Linked DNA regions of Mus musculus: region 2 is linked to region 1. A link is a contact called in public HiChIP or PLAC-seq data. All regions are on one chromosome and are shown on one strand. The core of a region is the stretch at or near the end of the contact, and the rest is flanking DNA. Distances in the headings are between cores, read along the strand shown.

The links. HiChIP or PLAC-seq counts read pairs in DNA pulled down with a chosen protein or histone mark.
Region 2: a contact with region 1 is called in an HNF4G HiChIP or PLAC-seq map of pancreatic cancer cells. The contact joins the enhancer-like site here to the promoter of Fbxo42 in region 1. A contact is called at or near these places in 7 of 39 promoter capture datasets (the C10 cell line, the HPC-7 cell line, cranial neural crest and 4 more), 1 of 15 datasets of contacts at CTCF or cohesin (the NIH/3T3 cell line), 13 of 484 Hi-C or Micro-C datasets (MC3T3-E1-derived osteoblasts, the P5424 cell line, cochlea and 7 more), 12 of 115 datasets of contacts at active chromatin or transcription factors (craniofacial prominence, embryonic basal ganglia, embryonic forebrain and 5 more) and 1 of 9 other capture datasets (adipose tissue).

The regions. Positions count from the first base shown.
Region 1 is chr4:141,146,547-141,150,082 of GRCm38.p6, reverse strand. Fbxo42 (F-box protein 42) reads right to left here and starts at 2,161. Exons shown (of 10, transcript NM_172518.3): 1 at 1,904-2,161.
Region 2 is chr4:141,345,758-141,349,366 of GRCm38.p6, reverse strand. No RefSeq gene overlaps it. Among named protein-coding and RNA genes, the nearest start is that of Fam131c, 21 kb to the left of the region's middle. Within about 2 kb of position 1,901, at least 24 of the 459 cell types and tissues checked have an H3K27ac peak or open chromatin away from gene starts, as enhancers often do. A contact at or near this core is called in liver and pancreatic cancer cells, where this site is marked.

The sequences.
Region 1 (3,536 bases), core at 912-3,411:
CAGGGGATGGATACAGGCACTAGGCATGCAAATGGGAATACAGGGGCATGCTGGCAAAGGTACCCATAAATGTAAACTAAAAAAGGTAACTCTAAAACCAAACAAACAAACATGCCATCCTTTGCAGTTTTCCTGAGCTTTCTCATGTTGCACCTGAGACACGTAAGGAAACAAGCCGAAATGCTGTGCAGTGAATGATGTCCCAGCATTCCACCAAAACCTGATGCTGTAGTACAGCGGTGAGACAGATGGGGGGGGTAGGGGGGGAGAGACATGACATGATGTCAAACCACCACTGATTCCACAATCCTCTATTAGCAAAATAATAGGCAGAGTGGCCCTCTGAGTCCCTACTCCTGGCTCAACATACATCTTTAGTTAAGATACTAAGGAGATCTACACACTTCTATAAAAAAGAAAACGGATTTAAGAAAGGGAAAAATGGTCAAAGAGCTAGCTAATATTAAATGAACTAATTGCCATCTTAACTTAATACTTGTCACTAAGGGGAAGTGCATACATAAAGCTCTCACGGTTCAATGTAGAATGAATGCTATAGTAAATTGGGCTTATTTCTTAAGCAAACAGCTACGGGATATAAACTGATTATCATGCAACAGAAAGGACACCCGACCAGACTAGACAATTGAATACTCTCTGTCAGAAATATGACACAAGGGGCATCCCTGTCCAGCTTAAGAGCTACAGACTGAATTCTAAGTGATGGTATCTCTTCGCCAATTTATCCTTGTCCCTTTAAATCCATGATGTCATCATTCTTAAACACAAGCAAAACCCGATGTGTTACAAAAGACGTTTGGTGTGTCCAAGCAAAAGAGATGGCCCCGACAATTCACAACAGCACAAATCCATGTGAAGCCATTCTTGCTCCATGAAAAGGCCACCCGGCATCAAACATCTTCTCTACCCTAAAGAAATGAAACTAAAGACTCTCAATTACTACCACTTAAACAACAACAAAAAAGTTCCGAGAAAAATAAATAAATAACAAAAATAATCGAGTGTTGCCTCCGGCAAGTGAAACCCAGTAATGTGTCTGTCTGGTTCTGTATCTTAGATCCATCGGAACGCTGCCACTGTAAAGTCCAAACGCTTTGGCAACTGAGAAACGAAACATGGCTTTTCCTACTAAAACTCCGAGGATCCAACAGACAAAGCAACCGGCTTATTCCAAAGGTTTCCAACCAACTCCAGCATCTCAAGTTTTCTCAGCTGAAGCTACCAGGCTCTCTCACCTAATTGTGGTTTTCTTGATTTACAAACTCGTTGCCACCCTCCACGGACAATTCTCACCGGGGCAAGCCTTCTTCAGTCACAACGTGGACTGCTGTCTCCAGCCAGGAGAGCTGCAGTTCCCACTAAGAGAACACTCAGACGGCTAGGGGTCAGGGAAGGAACTGCTTGTGTTTTATTTCGTCAGCCGATTCCCCAAAAAAATCATCTCTTGGGCAGCTGCAGCTTCTGAGACGCCCGCCGGCCCCCTCGCCGCAGCCCCAATTCAGGAGGGCAGCAAGCGGGCTCCCGCTCTTCACCGAGGACTTCAGGGTTTCAGGGGGCGGGGTGAGGCTCCATGACACCCCGAAAGCCATTCTCCACCCCCTGACCGCGCATCCTTTCCCGGCCTGGAGGAGGACCCGGACCACCCTGCTGAGGAGAGGGCACAGGTCTGCGCCCATCCCGAGAGCTGGCTGCAAAGGGGCGCACGTCCCCACCTTAGCCTGGGAAGCCGAGGATGACGACAGCAAGACCCCAGGCCCGCCAAGACCCACGCCCGCGCAGGACACGGGGCCCGCGCCGGACTCGGGGTGCCCCGGGGTCCCCGGGCATGAAGCGCAAGAGGCGTCGGCGCCTGGCCGCGGCCCCGCACCGGGAGAGGCCTCACCTGGCCCAGACCGCTCCGCGCTCTCGGTTTCGCGTCTCCGGCGACGGTGGCGAAGGAGCCAGGGCCGGGGCCAGAGCACAGCCGCTCTGCCTCAGGCCGGTGCTTGCTGTGCTCGGGGGATCTTCACCGCTGGCGGAACCCGGGGTCGCCCGGAGCCGCCATCTTCCTCCACTCAAACGCCGCCGCGGCTACCACCGCCGCCGCCGCCGTCCCTGATGCCACCGCCGCTGCTGCTCAGACCGGGAGACGACAGCGCGCAGTGCGCATGCGCTGAGGCGGGGCGCGGAGGAAGCGCGCGCGCGCGCACACACGTCAGCGTGACCGGCCTTCCGCGCGGCGGCCGCTGGGCGGCGCCATATTGAGAAGGGCCGAGGGCGCGGAGCTTTCTAGGACTCTTATCAGGATCGGCGCGGCTGAGCGCTGGTATCTGAGCTGTTTTTCCGATTGTTTGATAGTGCAGACTTAGATTAAGGCACTTGTGCCCCCAGGTACCCACGGGTTGAGCGTAGAGAAAGGGCAATGGGGAACGGAAGTGCCTTTTAGATATCCCCAGGGAGAGGAAGCTCCCGGCGTTGGAGCCTCTGGAAACTGTAGCAGCAGCTATGTTGCTACCAACTTTAAAAAAAAAAAAAAAAAAGAGGAAACCCAGTCTCAAAACTCCCGGTGTAGAGCGGAGCCTGGGAGGAAACAAGCCTGTGTGTTTCTCTGTGCTTCCCAGTGTGGCCATCACCGAGGAGTGGGGTCCCGCTCCCACAAAAGAGTCTCACTTCAAGAAAGCTGTGTGTAGGTGAGAACCTTCTAGAACCCATCCCTGCAGATGTGGTTTAAGGAAATGCCAGACATAGAGAGCTCAAGCTCTTGTGCAATTGGAGCATTCTGAGACATCAAGCGAATAGCCCTGGGATAAAGTAGACCTAGGCTTGTATAGCCCGTGAGACGTGGTACTAGGTCAAAAGTACCACGAGGCTTGGTGACACTCCTTTAAGTCCAGTTATGCAGGAGGTTTAAGGGCGAGAATTGCTTGATCCAGGAGTTTGAATCTACTTTGAGGAACCTCAATCTAAAAAAAACATTTATGTTCCTCATATAAACATTAGAAAAAACTCTGGCACGCAGTAAGTGAGAAACTAAGAAATTCCATTGCCCTGGCATGGTGGTTGACTATTAATCCCAGCACTTGGGAAGCAGAGGTAAGTAGATTTCTGAGTTCAAGGCCAGCATGGTCTACATAATGAGACCCTGTCTCAAAGAAAAAGAGAAAGAAGTCTTGGCTTGCAAAATGGCTCAGCAGGTAAGGGTGCTTCCCCCAAGCTTGAAGACCCGAGTTCAATGCCTAGAACCTACATGATGGAGGGAGAAAACCAATGCCAACTCCCACAGTTTCCACCCTGATCTTCATTCTCAAACAATGACACTTGTGAACATACATACAGTAAATATTGCGTGTGCCTGAGCATATCTTGTGCACCACGTGTGTGGGTGCCCTTAGAGGCTAGTAGAGGGTGTCAGATCCCCTGGAACTGGAATTATAGGCAGTTGTGACCCTACCACCGCCATGTGGGTGCTAGGGATTGAACCTGGGTGGTCCTGCAAGAGCAGTACATGTCTTGACCGTCTCTCCAGCCCTGTAATC
Region 2 (3,609 bases), core at 652-3,151, 200 kb before region 1:
CTGAAGATTGGCATGTCCAGCAAAGCCACGGTAGGACCGAAATGCACCGGGACTCTGCCCTGTCACGTCTGAACGCAAATTCATAAAAGAACACACTCTAAAGCACAGGAGAATCCAACATCCCCGATCCTGGCTGGACGGGTGACAGTGCCTTCAGCTTCACTTCGTGGCTCTTCCTTTTAGATTAAAAAAAAAAAAATCTCTAAGATCCCCAGTCAGAGTTGCCTCTGCTCTGTGATGACACATGACCCAGAGCAAAGCCCCACTTCCTCACACCCCCGAAGCAGCCCGCCCTCACAAGCCAAGGTCGTCTAAGTCCTGTCAAAGGGGGCTCAGATGCCCCGAGTTTTCCAGGTGTGCGTTCCCTGAGTTCCAAGCAACAGTGGAACCTGCAAGGCGCGGACCTGGTCCTTACGACCAAACAAGGCCTGTTCTGTTGGGTCCCATTTCGTTGATGTTTTTGGAGCTGGGAGCCAGGGAAGTGTCAACCTCCAGTGAAGCATGACGGGGCCTGGGAGGGACCTTAATCTCCATGGCTGCCAGGAGGCCCATTTCCAGGATCTGAGACAAGAGAGCCGTTCCTACAGCACCTGCCAGTCCCTGGCCACCAAAGACTAAACATGAGATGTGACACTCCTGCCAGTCCCCCACTCCACCCCCCGGGTTCCTATGGCAGACGTCTGCGAGCATTGAGAAGCTGAGGAAAGAACCGAACAGAAGGTTCAGAGTCTGGAGATCTGGCTCTGTTTTGCCTCTGCCTCTTTTGTCTTACAATCTGCACCTTAGTTTTTCCATCCGCACAATGGGCAGGATGCAGTTAAGTGAGATAAATGATTGCTAGCTGGCTCCCCATCTGGCTCTGCCTCTCGAGTCCTGGAGTAGACAGGTGGAAGTCTGGCCTCCCCTTCTTGACAATGCCCCTGAGAAGTTAGCCCAAGATGACTCTGGGCTGGACTGAAGAGCAGACGAAGGTTCAGGTGGGTCTCATAGGTCTTCACTCACCAGACTCCTGACTGGGGAAGCAGTATGGCGGAGATCTTTGCTGAGAGATCAGGGTTCAGGGCTATGTCCTTCCTCCGTGTCCCTCCTTGTTCCCAGCTCGGGGCCCATGTCCAAGGCAAACAGGACGGAGTGGAGGTGCCACAGGAAAGCCAGGCAGAGCCTCAGGGCTCGTCGTCTTTGTTGCAGGATGAGGACGCTCTGGCGGGGGAGGTGGAGGAAGAAACCTTTCTATAAGTTCTTTCAGCTCTAAATCCTGCAGGGGGATGTGGTGTCCTCCGCTGTGCCCTGGGCCAGAGGGAAGGAAGGAGTCTAGCTACGGGACCCAGGTGTGAGCCAAAGACTGTGACCTTTCCAGAAAGGAAGGCCCCAGTGTAGAGATCAAGGGAGCTAGATTTCCTTGGAGCCCAGGTCCTCCACCCACTCCGGTCTAGAAGAAGAAAGTGGGATTCCTAAAGCTTGACAGAGTACAGACCCTCTCCTGTGCCTTCCCCAACCCGAGCCACCTTCTCTCCGCCATTCATTGACAAATGCTGGTCCCTTTGCCTGGACCACCTCCTCCCTCCTCCAGCCCTGTTTTGCCTGATGCCTGTTCCTCATTCTTGCAACCTCAGCTTTAATTTGCTTCCTCCAGGAAGCTTTCCCTGTTAGGCTCCTGGTTGCTAGGTTTCTCAACCCTGACCATGATGGCTTATAGCTTCCGGTCTGTTATCTTCCTGGTATGTGTGTGGGGTCAGGGGCAGCCTGTGTCATTCACCACTGAATTCCCGTGCGGAGCCTGGTTTACACGTGGCACCAAGTGAGTGCCTGGCACTGAGCGAGACAGCAGACTGTAGAGCAGAGGGCTCCCCAGGGGCCTTCAGTTGGAATGGCTTGTCCTTGACATAGTCACGTGTAGGGCTTAGAGACTAAGGAGCCAGAAGTGGTTACATAGAGGCCACGTGGGGGCTGAGGTGTAAGCTGGGCAAAGGTAAGGACAGACTAGTGTGAGGTAATCGTTTCAAATGGGGCTTTCCAGTAACAGAACTGTCTCGGGGCCCCACATCTCTGCTGAGGAAAACCTAAATCCCAGTTTGTTTGTTTGTTTGTTTGTTTGTTTGTTTGTTTGTTTTTAATTTACTTATTTTATTTTACATAAGTGAAAATTTTGTCTCTAGGTATATATGTGTACCACATGCATGCCCTGTCCCCCCAGAGGCCAGAAGAAGGTATGAGACCCCCTAGAATTGAAGCTAATGGATGGTTATGAACCACCAAGTAGATGCTGGCAACTGAACCCAGGTCCTCGGAAAGAACAACACAAGCTCCAAACCTCCGAGCCAGCTCTCCAGTCGGCCCAAGACTCACGGTTTTAAAACACTGTTCATGCGTTGCCTGCATCGATATCTGTGTACCACGTGTGTCTGGTGTCCTCAGAGGCCAGAAGAGGGCATCAGGTCCCCTGGGCTTGGAGTTACAGATGGTTGGGAGCTCCTACGTGGGTGCCGGGACCTGAACTTTGAGTTCTCTCTCTGCAAGAGCAGCAAGTGCTTTGAACCTCCGAGCCAGCTCTCCAGCCCTGGTTAGCAAGCCCTTAAGAAAATTGTCTATGTGTGTGTGTGTCTCTGTGTGTTTGTGTGTGCATTTGTGTATGTGTGTTGTGTGTGTGTGTGTGTCTCTGTGTGAATTTGAATGTGTGTGTGTTTGTGTATGTGTGTTTGAGTGTGTGTCTGTGTGTGTGTTTGTATGTGTGTGTGTTAGTGTGTATGTGTCTGTGTGTGTTTGAGTGTGTGTGTGTGTTTGAGTGTGTGTGTGTGTGTGTGTGTGTGTGTGTGTGTGTTGGGGGGTAGGTTTCAACAGATTGTACTGAAGCAACTGGATATAATTCACACACACAACCGCGAAGTTCCTTCTCTACTGCACACCCGCATGGCATTCACCATTCACACACAAGGAGAACGGGGGCCCTCAGGGCTACAATTACTGCCCTATAACACAGGCAGGTGAGAACAGGGTGTCACTGCTCCGTCCCATACTCCCAGCACTTGGGAGGTGGAGGCAGGAGGGCTGGAAACACAAGATCACCAACATCATTCTCAACTACAGGAAAATTTAACTCCAAGCCGGGTTTGGTGGGACAGGTTGTTAATCCCATCACCCAGGAGGCAGAGGCAGGCAGATCTCTGTGAATTTGAGGCCAGCCTGGTCTACAGAGTGAGTCCAGGAAACCCAGAGCTGCTAAGAGAGAAACCCTGTTTTGAAAAGCTCAAAGGGGGGTCTGGTGAGATGGCTCAGTGGGTAAGAGCACCCGACTGCTCTTCTGAAGGTCCGAAGTTCAAATCCCAGCAACCACATGGTGGCTCACAACCATCTGTAATGAGATCTGATGCCCTCTTCTGGTGCATCTGAAGACAGCTACAGTGTACTTACATATAATAAATGAATAAATAAATAAATAAATAAATAAATAAATCTTTAAAAAAAAAGAAAAGAAAAGCTCAAAGGGGAAAAAAATATCTCCAAACTACAGTGACATCAAAAGAAGGTATACGAGCCCCTCTCCCCACCACCACTGGCACATCGGGCAAGAAGGCAGTTGAATGCACACCAGGGAGAGGTCCCCCACAAAGC